Linked DNA regions of Ovis aries: region 1 is linked to region 2. A link is a contact called in public Hi-C data. All regions are on one chromosome and are shown on one strand. The core of a region is the stretch at or near the end of the contact, and the rest is flanking DNA. Distances in the headings are between cores, read along the strand shown.

Region 1 (7,308 bases), core at 787-3,286, 120 kb before region 2:
AAAGAGGTAACATCACCATACTTGGAACACAGAGAGGGCAAGAATGGGGCTGCCTCTAAGGCACCTGAATAAGGGGCAGGCGTCAGTGACACAGCCTACAGTCTTCTGGCCAAGCCCTTGCGTCATCTCTCAGGATGGAGGACCTTTGTGGGGGCTGGTGGGGGGTGGATGGACACTGAAATGCCATATATGCTCATGCGCCCTAGGGAAGGCCTTGTCTGCAGCCAGAGAGCCCAGCCTCACTACAGTGGACCAAAGATCCTGTCCCCTTATAATTCCCGAAGTGATAACACCAGGCACATCTTTTTCTTTTTTTTTTTTTCTGTTTCAGCAAGGCTGGGTGACCCCCTGGATGACTCCCTGATGGGGAGTCTTTCTGGTCACCAGAAAGACCAAGCCGTGGCTGGAAGCTTGGAATTTCCAGCCCCTCCTCCATTCTCCAGAGACAAGAGAAGAGTAGAAATGGGCTCAATAATTGATCAAGCCTCTGTGAGGAAGCTTCCATAAGACTCTCAACAGTAGGATGTGCAGAGAGCCTCCAGGTTGGAAAGGCAATGTCCTCTTCGGGGACAGAAGCTCCTGCACTCGGGACCTTCACAGACCTCCCCAGACCTCGCATTATGTATCTCTTCACCTGCCTGGCCATCTGTGTCCTCTACTGTGTCCTTTAATAAACTGGTAAATGTAATGAGGTGTTTCCCTGAGTTCTCTGTGCCTCTCTAGCAAATAAATAGAACCCGAGAGAGGGGTCATGGGAACCCCCAATCGGTAGCTGCATTGAACAGAAGTTGTGGGTAACCCGGGACCGACTACTTGCTTGCTATTGGCATCTGGAGTGAGTGGGAAGAGTCTTGTGGGACTGAGTCTTTAACCTGTGGGATCTGATGCCACTCCAAGGAGGTAGTGTCAGAATTGAGTTGAATTGTAGGACACCCAAGTGGTGTCATGGAGCATTTCTTGGGACTTCCCTGGTGGTCGAGTGGTTAAGAATCCTCCTTGCAATGCGGGGGACGTCGGTTTGATCCCTGGTCAGGGAACTAAGATCCCACGTGCAGTGGAGCAACTAAGCCCATTCCTCAAAACTACTGAGCCCACGCGTCACGACTAGGGAGTCCTTGAGCTGCAAAGAAAGATCCCACAGGACGCAATGTAGATCTGTGTGCGATGCAACTAAGAACTGAGGTAGCCAAATACATAAATGAATATTTCAAAGAGGAATTACTCAGTGAGGGGAAAACCCACATATTTGGTACCAGAAGTGTCAGAAGCAAAGGGTTTTTTCTGAGAAGTAAAGGAGACACACAGAAGGTGGAAGACTGAGTTTTTCCATTACGGACCCTATGAGGCAGATACTGTTATGATACCCACTTTTCAGAGGAGAACACTGAGGCCTAGAGAGGTTAAGTGCTTGCCCTAAAGTCACAGAACTAGTAAGGAGCAGAAATATACATGAACCTGTATATTTCTGGCTCTGAAATCCATGCATTTAAGGGCCTAATAAAATGTAAAAATACTAGAAGGAATGGATGGTTTAGTGGAGGGGGAGTGAGTAAGGAAAGACATAGGAGGCGAGGAGGCCAAGGTGTCAGTGGGCAGCCACTGAAATGGGCTCTAAGCCAAGGTCACAGAACACGTCATCAGAGGTGCTGAGCCAGGACTTGCAACGCTTATTCCCTGCATCAGCCTGCCCCGTCAGCTAAAGCACAGTTTGGGGAAGGCAGTCCCGCCTTAAAGTTCCTCCAACTCTGTGCCCAGCAGCGCTCCCCACCCCACAAGCCCTTCCCTGAGTCTTTCTCCCCAGCAACAACCTTCTCTTCACCATCACACACACACACACACACACACACACACACACACACACACACACACACACACTGAAAACTTCCCCAGAAAGTTTGGGGTTGATAGGCCCCAGGCAGAAGAATCCCCCTTACCACCAGAGCCCACGCCCTTGCCCTCCTCCCTGCCAGGTGGGGTTCAGCCACCCCACACCCCAGCTCCCATCTCACCCTTGAGGACAGCCTGTACCATCTGTTAGCCTGTCTCCATGGTAACAGCTTTCCAGGCCGAGGGCAGGTCCTGGGAGAGGAGGCTTCTGGGAAATGTAGTCTTTTGTCACTAACCAGGTCTGGGTCCAGGAGACCCACTGCAGTATGTCCCTCAGCCAGCGGTGGGCTGGAAGCAGCTCATGTGCCAGTTTGCAAGAACTGATGGTTAAAGCTTTAGGAATGTTTGTGAACCCACTGATGAACCCTGTCATTAGTAAAATTTAAATTATAAAAACATACAAGTAAATAGACTATACTAAAAGCAGAGGTAAGAAGTACTCAAAACTCATCACTTCCTAATTATTTTACTGCATTTTATTGTTATCTGAGCTCCAGAGGTTATTTGTCCCTATTGTTATCTATACGATGAAAATATTATGTAAGGGTAAGCTGCTCTGCATCTTTTTCCAGCTCTGTTCAGTGATGTCACATAGGTAGCTTAAAATGGTCCATGAGCTTACTTATACCACAGAGACTGGCAAATGCTGCAGAAAAGGACTTTTTCTCTTCTCACGCGTGCTAAGTCGCTTCAGTCGTGTCTGACTCTTGGCGACCCTGTGGACTGTAGCCTGCTAGGCTCCTCTGCCCATGGGATTCTCCAGGCAAGAATACTAGAGATTTCTCTCATCAAGTGTTGTTAAACATTTACCAGGACAGCACTGCTTCCGCTTGCATGCTCAGTATGGCCTTCATCAAACAGATAGAAAGCAGTGTGTGTCCTGGCATGGCCCGCCTGTCATTGTGGACAGAGTCAGGCTGCCCAAGTCCTGGTTCTAGTCGAGGCTGGACCACTGATTTAGTATAAATCTCATGGCACAGGGAAAACTTACTTGTTAAGTTAGTGGCCCATGAAATTGCTTACTTTAATTTCTTTTAAATTCCAAGGAAAAAATGAATAGACCAATAATGCACATTATGAGTCCACCTGGGATTATATTTGTCTTCGTACCAATGTAGTCACAAAAGATAACTTCTTTTTTTTTTTTTTTTTGAAGGAAAGGGCCCATAAAACTTGTGATGCTGCCTTGTCGGGGTCCGTGGGGTCCAGAGAAATCCTGCAGATGTCTGGACGAGATTGTATAGTTGCTGCTATTGGTGAAAATGTAGGCATCACCTCAATTCTTGATAATAAAGAACAATTTTTTTTCTTCTGGCTGGAACATTATGCAGTCATATAAAATAAAGTGAGAAGGATAAATTAGATGGAGGGAAAATTCCTAAGATGGCATGTGGACTTCAGTCCTGGAGTTCATCCTGGAATTACCTCTCTGGGGAATTCACCTGGGAGGCAGCCAGGAAGGGAAGAGGAAAAGGAAAATGTGATATGCGCCACTGGCGGAATGGAACATAGGTCTCCTTTTTCCTTTTGTCTCGTGCAACACCTAATTTCCTCCACATAGTTGTTTATTCCTCTTTACCCATTCCCAGCCCACATAGGCATCATTCGGACGCTCCCCAACTCCCCACCAAACGAGCATTCTTTTTCATGCTGTCAGCATTTTTAATTGGTGTTAATGATATTGTATTAATATTTTTCTGTTTCTTAGACACTTGCTAAGATCTGTGTTTTTAACATCCACCCACTGGACTTCCTTGGCGGTCCAGTGGCTAAGAGTCTGGGCTCCCAAAACAGGGGGCCTGGGTTTGATCCCTGGTCAGGGAACTAGATCCTGCATGCTCCAACTAAGACCTGTCATAGCCAAATGAACAAAGAAAATAAATAAATATTAAACAAACAAACAAAAGCCGCACCAGAATTTATTAAAAAGAAAAAAGATCCACCCACATTAATTTCCTCTTTACTCTCCCAGCCATGGACACCCCACTTTGCTATCAACTCCCATTATTCACAGATAATGCCACGCATGTCATTGGTGGAGTCCCTTCTAGACCTGCAAGTGTATCTCTGGGCTAAAGAACCAGGAGCAGGACTGCTGGCTCAGCAGCAACACTGCACTTCTTTTTCAGGTGGTGAAACCTACACTCTCTCCACCTCCCACAATGCCTGAGGGAGCCTGGTACTTGCCCCCACCAGCAGCTGATATTCACTCCCTTCCTGATGTTTGCCAGTTTCATAGGGGTACAACAAGATCTTATTGTCATTTGAGCATGTGCCTCTCTGATTACTAAAGATTTAAAATCTGTCTTCATGTGCTAATGTGTTAGCTTCAAGGGTTTCTTCTTCTGAAACTGTCTTTTAAAAACTCAACCCATTTTTCTTTATTGCAGAATTATCTTGTTTGGATTTACAGGACTTCCAGGTGTTAATCCCTGGTTCCAGATGCTGCAAATGCCTCCCTCCATTCTGTCACAGGTCCACTAACCTTGCCAGTAGTGACCTTCATTAAACAGAAAACTTTAATTTTGATGTATCTGAGTCTATCAAGTTTTGGTCTGATGTTTTGCACTTATGAATTTTTGGTTAAAAAGTCCTTTCTTGCACTTAAGTCACAAAAATATTTTCCCCTCTGCGATGACCTAGTTGGGTGGGATGGGGAATGGGAGGGAAACTCGAGAGAGAGGGGATATATGTATACAGCTGATTCACCTTGTTGTACAGCAGAAACTAACGCAACATTGTAGAGCAATTATACTCCAATAAAAAACATTTTCCTATGTTAACTTTGTAATTTTGCCACGCCATTTAGACCTTTACTCTGCTGGAAGTCCATCTCTGTATGAGCAGTTAAGTAGGGATTTTGTTTTATTTTTCCCCTTACGATGAGTTAATTTTCCAACACCATCATCAGATCATTTGTCCCTTCCTCGTGCGTGATGTCACTCTCGTCATACAGTAAGTCCCCGGGTATACATGTGTCTGCCATGGAGCCGTCTGTTCTATTCCACTGGTCTTCATGTCTATCCCTGCATAGACTCCACGTTGAATTTACCACTATGGCCTTGTACACTCTTTATATCTGCAGGTCAGTTCTTCCTTCTATGCCCTCTTTCATTAAGGATGACTTAGCTATTTGACACCTATATGCCTTAATATAAAATTTATTTTATTTAGTTTTTAAAATTTTTACTTATTTACTTACTTCTGGTTGTGCTGGGTCTTCATTGCTGTGCATCTTTTTCTAGTTGCAGTCCGTGGGCTTCTCATTGTGGTGGCTTCTCTTGTTTCAGAGCACGCACTCTAGGGTGCACGGGCTCAGGAGTTGTGGCCCACAGGCTTTGTTGCCCCGCGGCATGTAGACCAAGGGGCAAGGGATCTTCCTGGACCAGGAATCGAACCCACACCCCCTGCATTGCCAGGCAGATTCTTAACCACCAGACCACCAGGGAAACCCTTTCATATAAATTTTAGAATAAGTTTCAGAAAGCCTAGAAAAATCACTTAGAATCTTTATTGGAATTACATTGTATTTGTAGGTCAATTTGCAAAGAATTTTTATCTTTTGATATTAAATTACTTCTCTGAAAGCATGAAGCAAGTAGGTCTTCTTACTTCTTACCTATTTGTTACATTGTAATGAAAAAGTATTAGGAAAGAAGAAGTTGGGACAGAACAGAGAGAACCTGGCAGGGAACCACAAAGAGGGGACACCCTTCCTTCCCCACATAGATGACTACTGCTGCCTATGGCCTGATAAGGTGTCAGCCAAAGCCGAGTTCCGGCTTAGTCACGATCACACTGTGTTGGGTGGGCAGCCCTCTTAGCCAGTATCTCATGTAATCATCAGTTGTGTCAGGCAGCTGCCGTTATCCCTGCATTACAGATTCAGTAGGTGAGGAACTGGTCCAAGGCAAAGAACTTGGACCAAGCAGGCTGACCTCTGAGTTCATGCTTTTGACCATTAGGCTATCCACCTCCTAGGTTGTCCTTTGGATACATCAGTGACAGGAGAACTTCATCTGTCTAGGTGGACCTTGGGGTGTTTTTTTTGCCATAGCCCTCCCCAGCCTTAGCATGTGCTCGACTTGGTGCTTGGAGCCACTTTTGCACTGACTTCAAGCAGTGAGGGACCCCAGCCCCTCTGCTGCTGCCTGACCCTGGGGCGGAGAGCCAGGCAGCAAACAGGACATCTCTGCTGTTACTTATGCACCCCTTCGGCTTTCCCCAACCGCACCTGGAAACCCCGCCCATCCAGGGCTTGTGGTTCTATTGGTCCCTCATCCCACTGAGCATGTCTTAAGTGAGAAAGCAAGGAAAAGGCAAGAAAAAAACCACTGCCCAGGATTTCCCTTGAGACTTGGAGGTCAGGGACAAGGTAATATAACTCTAAACCCAGGGAGACCCCAGCTCTAGTGTCGGCCCAGCTTTCAGGGTGGTCTTGGGCGGGGTTGCTGGGCCTCTCTGGGCTCAATTTCCTCCTTCCCACCCAGGGCTGGTCCACTTCCAGAGCTGTGCAAGGAATCTGGAAGAGAGATTAAAAAAAAAAGTATTTATTTTCAATTGAAGGATAATTGCTTTACGGTATTGGATTGGTTTCTGCCAAACATCAACATGAATCAGCCATAGGTGTACATACGTCCCCTCCCTCCTGATAGAAGGGAGCTTTGAACCTCATACCCTCCTAGTTAACAAACAGGTTGCAGAAGCTCACAATCTGCTTTATACCCAGGTTTTCTTTTTTTTTTTTTTATACCCAGGTTTTCTTTAGGCCAAGTGGTTTCTCATGGAGCAAACTTAAGTCCTGCTGACTTAATGTCGGGGATTCACTTTGATCACCTCACTTAAGACTCAGTGGGCTTCCCAGGTGGCTCAGTGGTAACGAATTCACCTGCCGAAGTGGAGACCCAGGTACGATCCCTGGGTTGGGAAGATCCCCTGGAGTAGGAAATGGCAACCCACTTCCCTATTCTTGCCTGGAAAGTCCTATGGACCAAGAAGCCTGGCAGGCTGTGGTCCATGGGGTCGCCACGAGGTGGACATGACTGAGCAACTGAGCATGCCCACGTAAGACTCAACAAGCCCCATCTTACACAGGGTGACTCTGAGGCTCGGAGAGGTGTGGTGACAGGCTCAGGGTCCCCCAGCCCCTAAACAGCAGAGCTAGGATTTGAAGCCAGGCCTGTCAGACATGGAAGCAGCCATTCTTCCTGAGGACAGGTTACTAGCTCTGAGACTTTGGGGTAAGGTTGCTGAGAACTTCAGTGTGAGAAACGGATGTCTGTGAAGATAAGCCCCAAAACCCACCAAGTTTGTCCCCCAAAACTGATAACGTGGCTCAACTGTTGCAGTGTCCACACTCTTAAGATTTCCCTTCCAAGATCACAGTGATCTGCTTAAAGCCAGGGTCCCGGGCTTCCTTTC
Region 2 (6,516 bases), core at 2,560-5,059:
AAATACACACAGCCCCTGGCTCTGCAGAACTCACCGTCTGATGGGCTTGTTCCCACCCCTTCATGATTCTGATAAGGAGTCAGAGGCTGATTTGAATCTCAGCTCCAGCACTGAGTACTGTGCTACCTTGGGCAAGTCACTTAACCTTTCTGTGCTTCAGTTTCCTCATGGGTGGAAAGAATCTGATAATAATCCAAATTACATCACAGGCTTGTTGTGAAAATTAAGTGAGCTAACATACGTAGGAAGTATCAGGTACATAGTAAGGGCTCCTTCTCACCAGTATTCCAGTGAGCGGCATCGGGCTCAGAGGAAGAAAAGCCTGAAAACTCACAAGTGTAGCAATGCCATGCTTTCTTCCATTGTTTTTCAGAAGCAAGATGGAGACGAGGCTGGGCAGCAAAATGGGGAAGATGGTGGCTGTGGGCTCTATGGCGATGGCGGCAGTGGAGGACGTCTTCCAGAAGCTTTTCTGCTTCTACCTACAGAGCCACCCCGGGGACCACAGACCTGGGAGGGGACACCGACTTCCCGCCAGCTCACACCCACAGCACAGGGTCTGGTGCCCACAAGGTGGTCAAATCTCAGCTCAGTGTGTCCCTAGTCAGTGACCACGGGGCATACGGAGCAAGACTTCAGCCGGTCAGCAAGTGGCGAGCCTTTGGACTGCAAGGCTGTCTTGGATCCCTTTTTATCCCACACTCCTTCTTCCCAGGTTACCAGTGGCACTGCATAAAGCACTCGCTCTAAGTCAACGGTCTCCAGCCTATTTGGCACCAGGGGCTGGTTTCATGGAGGACAAATTTTCCACAGACCGGGGTGGGGAGGTATGGTTTGGAGATGATTCAACCAGTGAAAAAGTGAAAGTGTTAGTCACTCAGTCGTGTCCAACTCTTTGTGACCCCACAAGGCTCCTCTGTCCATGGATTTCTCCAAGCCAGAATACTGGAATATTCCCTTCTCCAGGGTATCATCCCAACCCAGGGGTTGAAACCAGGTCTCCTGCATTGCAGGTGGATTCTTTACCACTGAGCCACCAGGGTACGTTACATTTATTGTGCACATTATTTCAATTATTATTGCATCAGCAGCCCCCACCCCCCACCCTGAGATCATCACATGTTAGATCCCAGAGGCTGGGGACCCCTGCTTAAGTTATATTCCCAGAACCTAATGTATGTAACCTGGACAAACATATGACTAAGGAAGAGACCCAAGATTTGTGGGAACACAGCAAAGAGTTTCTAAGGTATAAAGAAGTGAGTAAATGGAAATCTCAAAGTTTATTAGAGAAAATGCATTACGTGACCCTAGGCTACCATTACTTTAATGACCTGACTTCGACCTGACTTTCCTTTCAGAGCATGTGGCTGCTGATTATGTATTTCAGGGTTTGTAAGCTGAAGCCATGGCATGTTATCTGGCCAGAGCTTTTTCAGTTTTTTGGAAATGCCTGTCCATGGGTTTTGCTCATTTTTCTCCTAAGTTGTTTATCTTTTCTTACTGATTCATAGGGGATCTTGATACCAACTCTGTGCTTACATCTTTTCCCAAATATGGCTTGTCTTTTTACTTCCTTTAAGGTGTATTTTGGGAAATAGAATTTTTTATTGGAGTATAGTTGAATTAAAATGTTGTGCTAATTTCTGCTGTACAGTAAAGTGATCAGTTGTACATATACATACATGAGCGTGCTTAGCTACTTCAGCCATGCCCGACTCTTTGAGACCCCCTGGACTGTAGCCCACCAGGCTCCTCTGTCCATAGGGGTTCTCCAGGCAAGAATGCTGCCATGCCCTCCTCCAGGGGATCTTCCCGACCCAGGGATCGAACCCAGGTTTCTTGTGGCTCCTGCACTGGCAGGTGGATGCTTTAGCACTATCTGGGAAGCCCACGTAACATATAGCCACTCCTTTTTTTAGATTCTTTCCCCATATAGGTCATTACAGAATATTGAGGGGAGTTCCCTGTGCTTTACAGTAGATTCTTCTCAGTTCTCTTGAATCTATGTAGTAGCGTGTGTATGTCAATCCGGTCTCCCATTTATCCCTCCCCTGCCTTTCCCCCTGGTAACCATGTTTGTTTTCTACATCACAGATATAGAAAAGAAGCCCCATGGCTTCTGTCTCAAACACAAATTAGCATGTGGTCAATTGTATCTGGCTTTTCATCATGGTTAACACTTTTTTGATGTTTTCTTTAAAGATTCTTGCCCCATCTTGAAGTCAGAAAGATGTTAATCTATATTTTCTTCAAATAGTATTAAAGGTGTGCTTTTGACATGTAAACCCTTAATTCATCTAGAGCTGATTCTTGTTTTTTGGGGTTTTGTTTTTATTTTTGGTTTTGGGTGGGTTTTTTTTTGTTTGTTTTGTTTTGTTTTCCAGATTTTTGGCCATTCGGCAAGGCATGTGGGATCTTAGTTCCCCAACCAGAGATTGAACCTGCGCCCCCTGCAGTGGAACCCCGAGTTTTAACCACTGGACCACCAGGGAAGTCCCTAGAGCTGATTCTTGAGTCCAGTGTCAGGCTGAGATCTGAGAGGACTTCCCCACACGTGTCACCCGCTCCGCATGGTCCCCCGCTTCCCTGGTCTGCCAGCTTCCACTGTCAGACACCAGAGTCCCACATATGCCTTCTCTTGCTTCCAGGCTCTCCTTTCCATGCCTTTGGTCAATTTGTTTATCCCAGTGACAAATTTCCAAACACATGGGGATTTTTAAATTACATTTTTGTTATTACTAGCTCCACTTCATCGAGTTCAAAGAATGTGGTCTAATAGCAATTCTTTGCAGTTTTTTTTGAAGCTTGCTTTCTAATCTAGTCGACTGTCAGGTTTTAAAGATAGCCCTTAAGGGCTTAAGGAGAATCTGATCACGGGAGACAAAATTCAATTAATGTCCGTTACATCAAATCTGTTTCTTATGTCATTCCGATCTTCTGTGTCTTGGCTAGTTTGTTCAGCTTTGCCATCCGTAATTAAGAGAAGCATCTGAGGAACCTCCCTGATGGTCCAGCGGCTAAAACTCCGTGTTCCCTGGTTAGGTAATTAGATCCCACGTGCTCCAACTAAGATCCAGCAAAGCCAAATAAAATAATATATTTTTTTGAATAAAAGAGAGAAGCATTTGAAACATTCCACGTTGCTGGAGGATTTGTCAGCTTCTCCCTAGTCTATCAATTCTTAAAAGTCAGATTGGTCAAAGTAAACTGGCAGATGATAACATTTACTTTTTAAATGATATGGATATCCACAACTACTATCATGAGGGAAGGGCAAAGGCTGTGGAGCCAAAAGAAGCCATCCTAGCTTTTGAGGTAGGAGATAGATAGGGCCCCTGGGCTGGACAGCTGGTGTTTGTCAAGTGGAGTAAAACTGAAGCTTTGTTCTCACCCAGGTACTCCAAGGGCAAAGCTAGTTGCAAAAGCTGAGCTCTGCTAAAGTGAAGAGATAAGGTGCCTGCTCCTGAGGTCAGAAACACTTTCCTATCTGCACACGTGCATGTGTGTAATGTCCAGGAAGGACATTGGGGAGCAGGAAGGAGCAGGAAGTCTCCCTGGGGGTCAAAAAGGAAGGGGGCACCCTCCATAAGAAGCATGGAATGCCCCCACAGGCCTCTGCTGTAGGATCCATCTTAGCAAACAGTTGCACAGGCATCTTGGGGAGGGTGCTAGGACCAGTCAGGTATAAAGAAAAAAATGAAACAACTGGCCAAATGTAAACAAAGACCCGGAAGGACTGTCCTGTAGAAGTGATCTGAATCGCCTCTTTACCACGCCCCTCATTCAGGACGCCAGCACTCCAGGCGTGTGTCTCTGCCTTGCTTCTGTCTTAAATAAACAAACTGCTTCTGTTTGCACTCCCACACCTTATGCTGTGTCTCTAATAATAAACTTTGTACCTGTTTTTACAGTTTTTGTCTTCTTGAAACATTCTTGCTTTCAAATGGGAAGAAAGAGCCAGGGTCACTTTGCATCTCACCTCCACCCCTGGGAACTAGGATTCCTGGTTTTCATCCAGGCTTACCCAGGTTCGATTCCTGGGCAGAGAACTAAGATCTCTCTTCAGGACTGCTCACTGCTATCTCTCCAAAATCAGCTTTACCGGTCAAGGGCAGCTTCCTGGTCCAGACAGAGAAATCAGGAGAGGCTGCCAGACTGAGACCATTAGGGTGTGTAGTCATATTTCTGCAAATGAAGGACCTGAGGGACAGTGTTCCGGGAAGCTTGTACAAGGCCTGAAGGTGAGAAAGACCTGTTCAGAGAATGTGAAGTAGTTGAGTATGGCAACAAGGAGGACAAGGAAGGAATGGTGGGAGACGTGAGCACAGGTAGGACCCCCAGGGCCTTTCGAGCTCCAGTGGGAAGTTTGACTATGAGGAGGGGGAGGGTATGGAAGGGTGTCAGCAGAGAAAAACATGTCAGCTTACAGGATGAAAAAATTCCCTCTGGCGTCTGAGTAAAGCTCAGACTGGGAGTGGGAAGCTAGGGAGGGCTGTGGAGAGGAGGATGGAGGCCGGGTCTGGACCACGGTCGATGGGAGGAGCACCAGAAGGCAGAGCCCTCGAGCATCCTGGTGGCAGCCTTGACTGGCAAGGGGAGCCCGGGAAGAGAAGCCCTGAGTGGGGCTCAGGACTCAGAGGGTTCCCCAGTTGGCACACGGTGGTTAGATTGAAGGGTAAAGACTGCACGCCCCAGGCCCCCGAGCCAGTGCTCCTTCCTAAGTAGCATAAACTAAGCCTGTGCGCCGCCACTGCTGAGCCCCGGCGCTACAACTACTGAAGCCCAAGAGCTCTAGAGCCCGTGCCCCGCAGCAAAAGTCACCAGTGAGAAGCCCGTGCACAGCTGGCCCTAGTGCTCTGCAACGAGTGTGCACAGTAACGAGACCCAGAGCGGCCAAAAATTATGCTCAAAAAGAGCATGTGGCCAGGCTTAGCCAAAGAACTAAAGGAAAAATAGGCCGATGGAGATCTATAGGATGAAATTTGAATTTCAGATAAACAGTGAACTTTTTTTGTATCTGTCCCCCAAATCAAGCATCTTGTGCTTTATTGGGCAACCCTCATTCAACACTCCTCCCCCCGTACACACACTATGCCTTTCTGAAAAAACAGCAGCAAAGCAACACAGAAATTGCTAGTCTGCGGCCCTTCTGGCATCGACTTGTCATCCCTCACCAGGTGCCTCCTTGGAGTCTCTGGCCCTGAGCAGCGGCCCTGCCCAGACACGACCCCCGCCATCTTCCTGCTAAGTCTGGAAGCCCCTGAGCGCTGCGCCCGATGTGGAGTCCGGGCAAGGCCAGGACCCTGCTGGGAGTGAGAGGAGGACACGAAGGCCCTGCAAGGGCTCCCTCATCCCTGCCCCCACACCCAGCTGGGGCATTTCTGGGAAGCGGTCCCTGCCCAGAGCATGAACCCCAACCGGGCTCAGGCCACATGCCTGGGGCTGTCTCCTAGATTTACTAGCCCCATTCCGTGTCACTGTGGCCAAATCCTCCGTTGGCAGCCCAGGCTTGGTAGGATCTAACAGGCCAGGTCTGCGCTGGGGTGGGGATGGGGGAGGGAACTCCCAGGCAAGGCCCTGCTTTACTGGGCTGCGGAGTCAGCCTGGGACACCGCTCCCTGGAGCTGCCCAAGAGAGGGGCTGAAGATTCCCATGATCCTCGGGACCCTCATTGGAATGGGGACTCATCCCAAGGCCTGGGGAGCCGGGTACAAGCCAGAGCTGGCCAAACCAGGGGAGCTTGGATGGGGGCTCACAGCACCCTGATAGAGGCAGGGGGACACTCTGCCTGGAGTAAGGTGGGAGAGAGACCTTCTCTGTGGGAAAATTGGAGAGATTTCATGGGAGACACGATAACTGAGCCCCTGAGAATATCACTAGATCAGAGAATTGGGGAACAGAGGGGTAGGGTGATCGGTGGCAATGGCCTGGAGGCTGTACCACGTGGAGAATGTTCCTAAAATGACCAAAGGCCAGCAAGGCTGGGGCAGAGGCAGCTCTGGGGAAAGTGGTAAAGCCAAGGGACACAAGATGTGCCCAGAGAGGAGCTGGACCTTAGATGGATCAGCCTCCGAAACTCAGGTGGCACTGCTAACAATAATAACAAATATGAATGATAGCGGTAACCATGCACTGAGCACTTACCCTCTGCTGAGCCTCTTTATAACCAGTCCATTCTAAAGGAGATCAGTCCTGGGTGTTCACTGGAAGGACTGATGCTAAAGCTGAAACTCCAGTACTTTGGCCACCTCATGCGAAGAGTTGACTCACTGGAAAAGACTCTGATGCTGGGAGGGATTGGGGGCAGGAGGAGAAGGGGACGACAGAGGATGAGATGGCTGGATGGCATCACCGACTCGATGGACGTGAGTTTGAGTGAACTCCGGGAGTTGGTGATGGACAGGGAGGTCTGGCGTGCTGCGATTCATGGGGTTGGAAAGAGTCGGACACAACTGAGCGACTGAACTGAACTGAAGCCTCTTTATATGGATTATTTTATTTACCCTCCTAAAC

What was found. A called contact is a pair of places that touch in the nucleus more often than the background predicts.
Region 1: a Hi-C map of tail adipose tissue shows a contact between it and region 2, with 4 times the contacts expected there. The contact joins the promoter of DRC7 here to the enhancer-like site in region 2. A contact is called at or near these places in 12 of 16 Hi-C or Micro-C datasets (blood, hypothalamus, liver and 6 more).

Annotation. Positions count from the first base shown.
Region 1 is chr14:25,265,003-25,272,310 of ARS-UI_Ramb_v3.0, reverse strand. DRC7 (dynein regulatory complex subunit 7) reads right to left here and starts at 2,036. Exons shown (of 15, transcript XM_060397978.1): 1 at 2,010-2,036. The coding sequence starts at 2,031. ADGRG3 (adhesion G protein-coupled receptor G3) reads right to left here. Exons shown (of 11, transcript XM_042231711.2): 11 at 5,374-7,308. LOC121816487 (a long non-coding RNA gene) reads left to right here. Exons shown (of 2, transcript XR_006056109.2): 2 at 332-688.
Region 2 is chr14:25,147,259-25,153,774 of ARS-UI_Ramb_v3.0, reverse strand. ADGRG5 (adhesion G protein-coupled receptor G5) reads right to left here. Exons shown (of 12, transcript XM_060397976.1): 12 at 6,481-6,516. It also overlaps the pseudogene LOC101120687. Among named protein-coding and RNA genes, the nearest start is that of ADGRG5, 30 kb to the right of the region's middle. Within about 2 kb of position 3,809, at least 4 of the 54 cell types and tissues checked have an H3K27ac peak or open chromatin away from gene starts, as enhancers often do.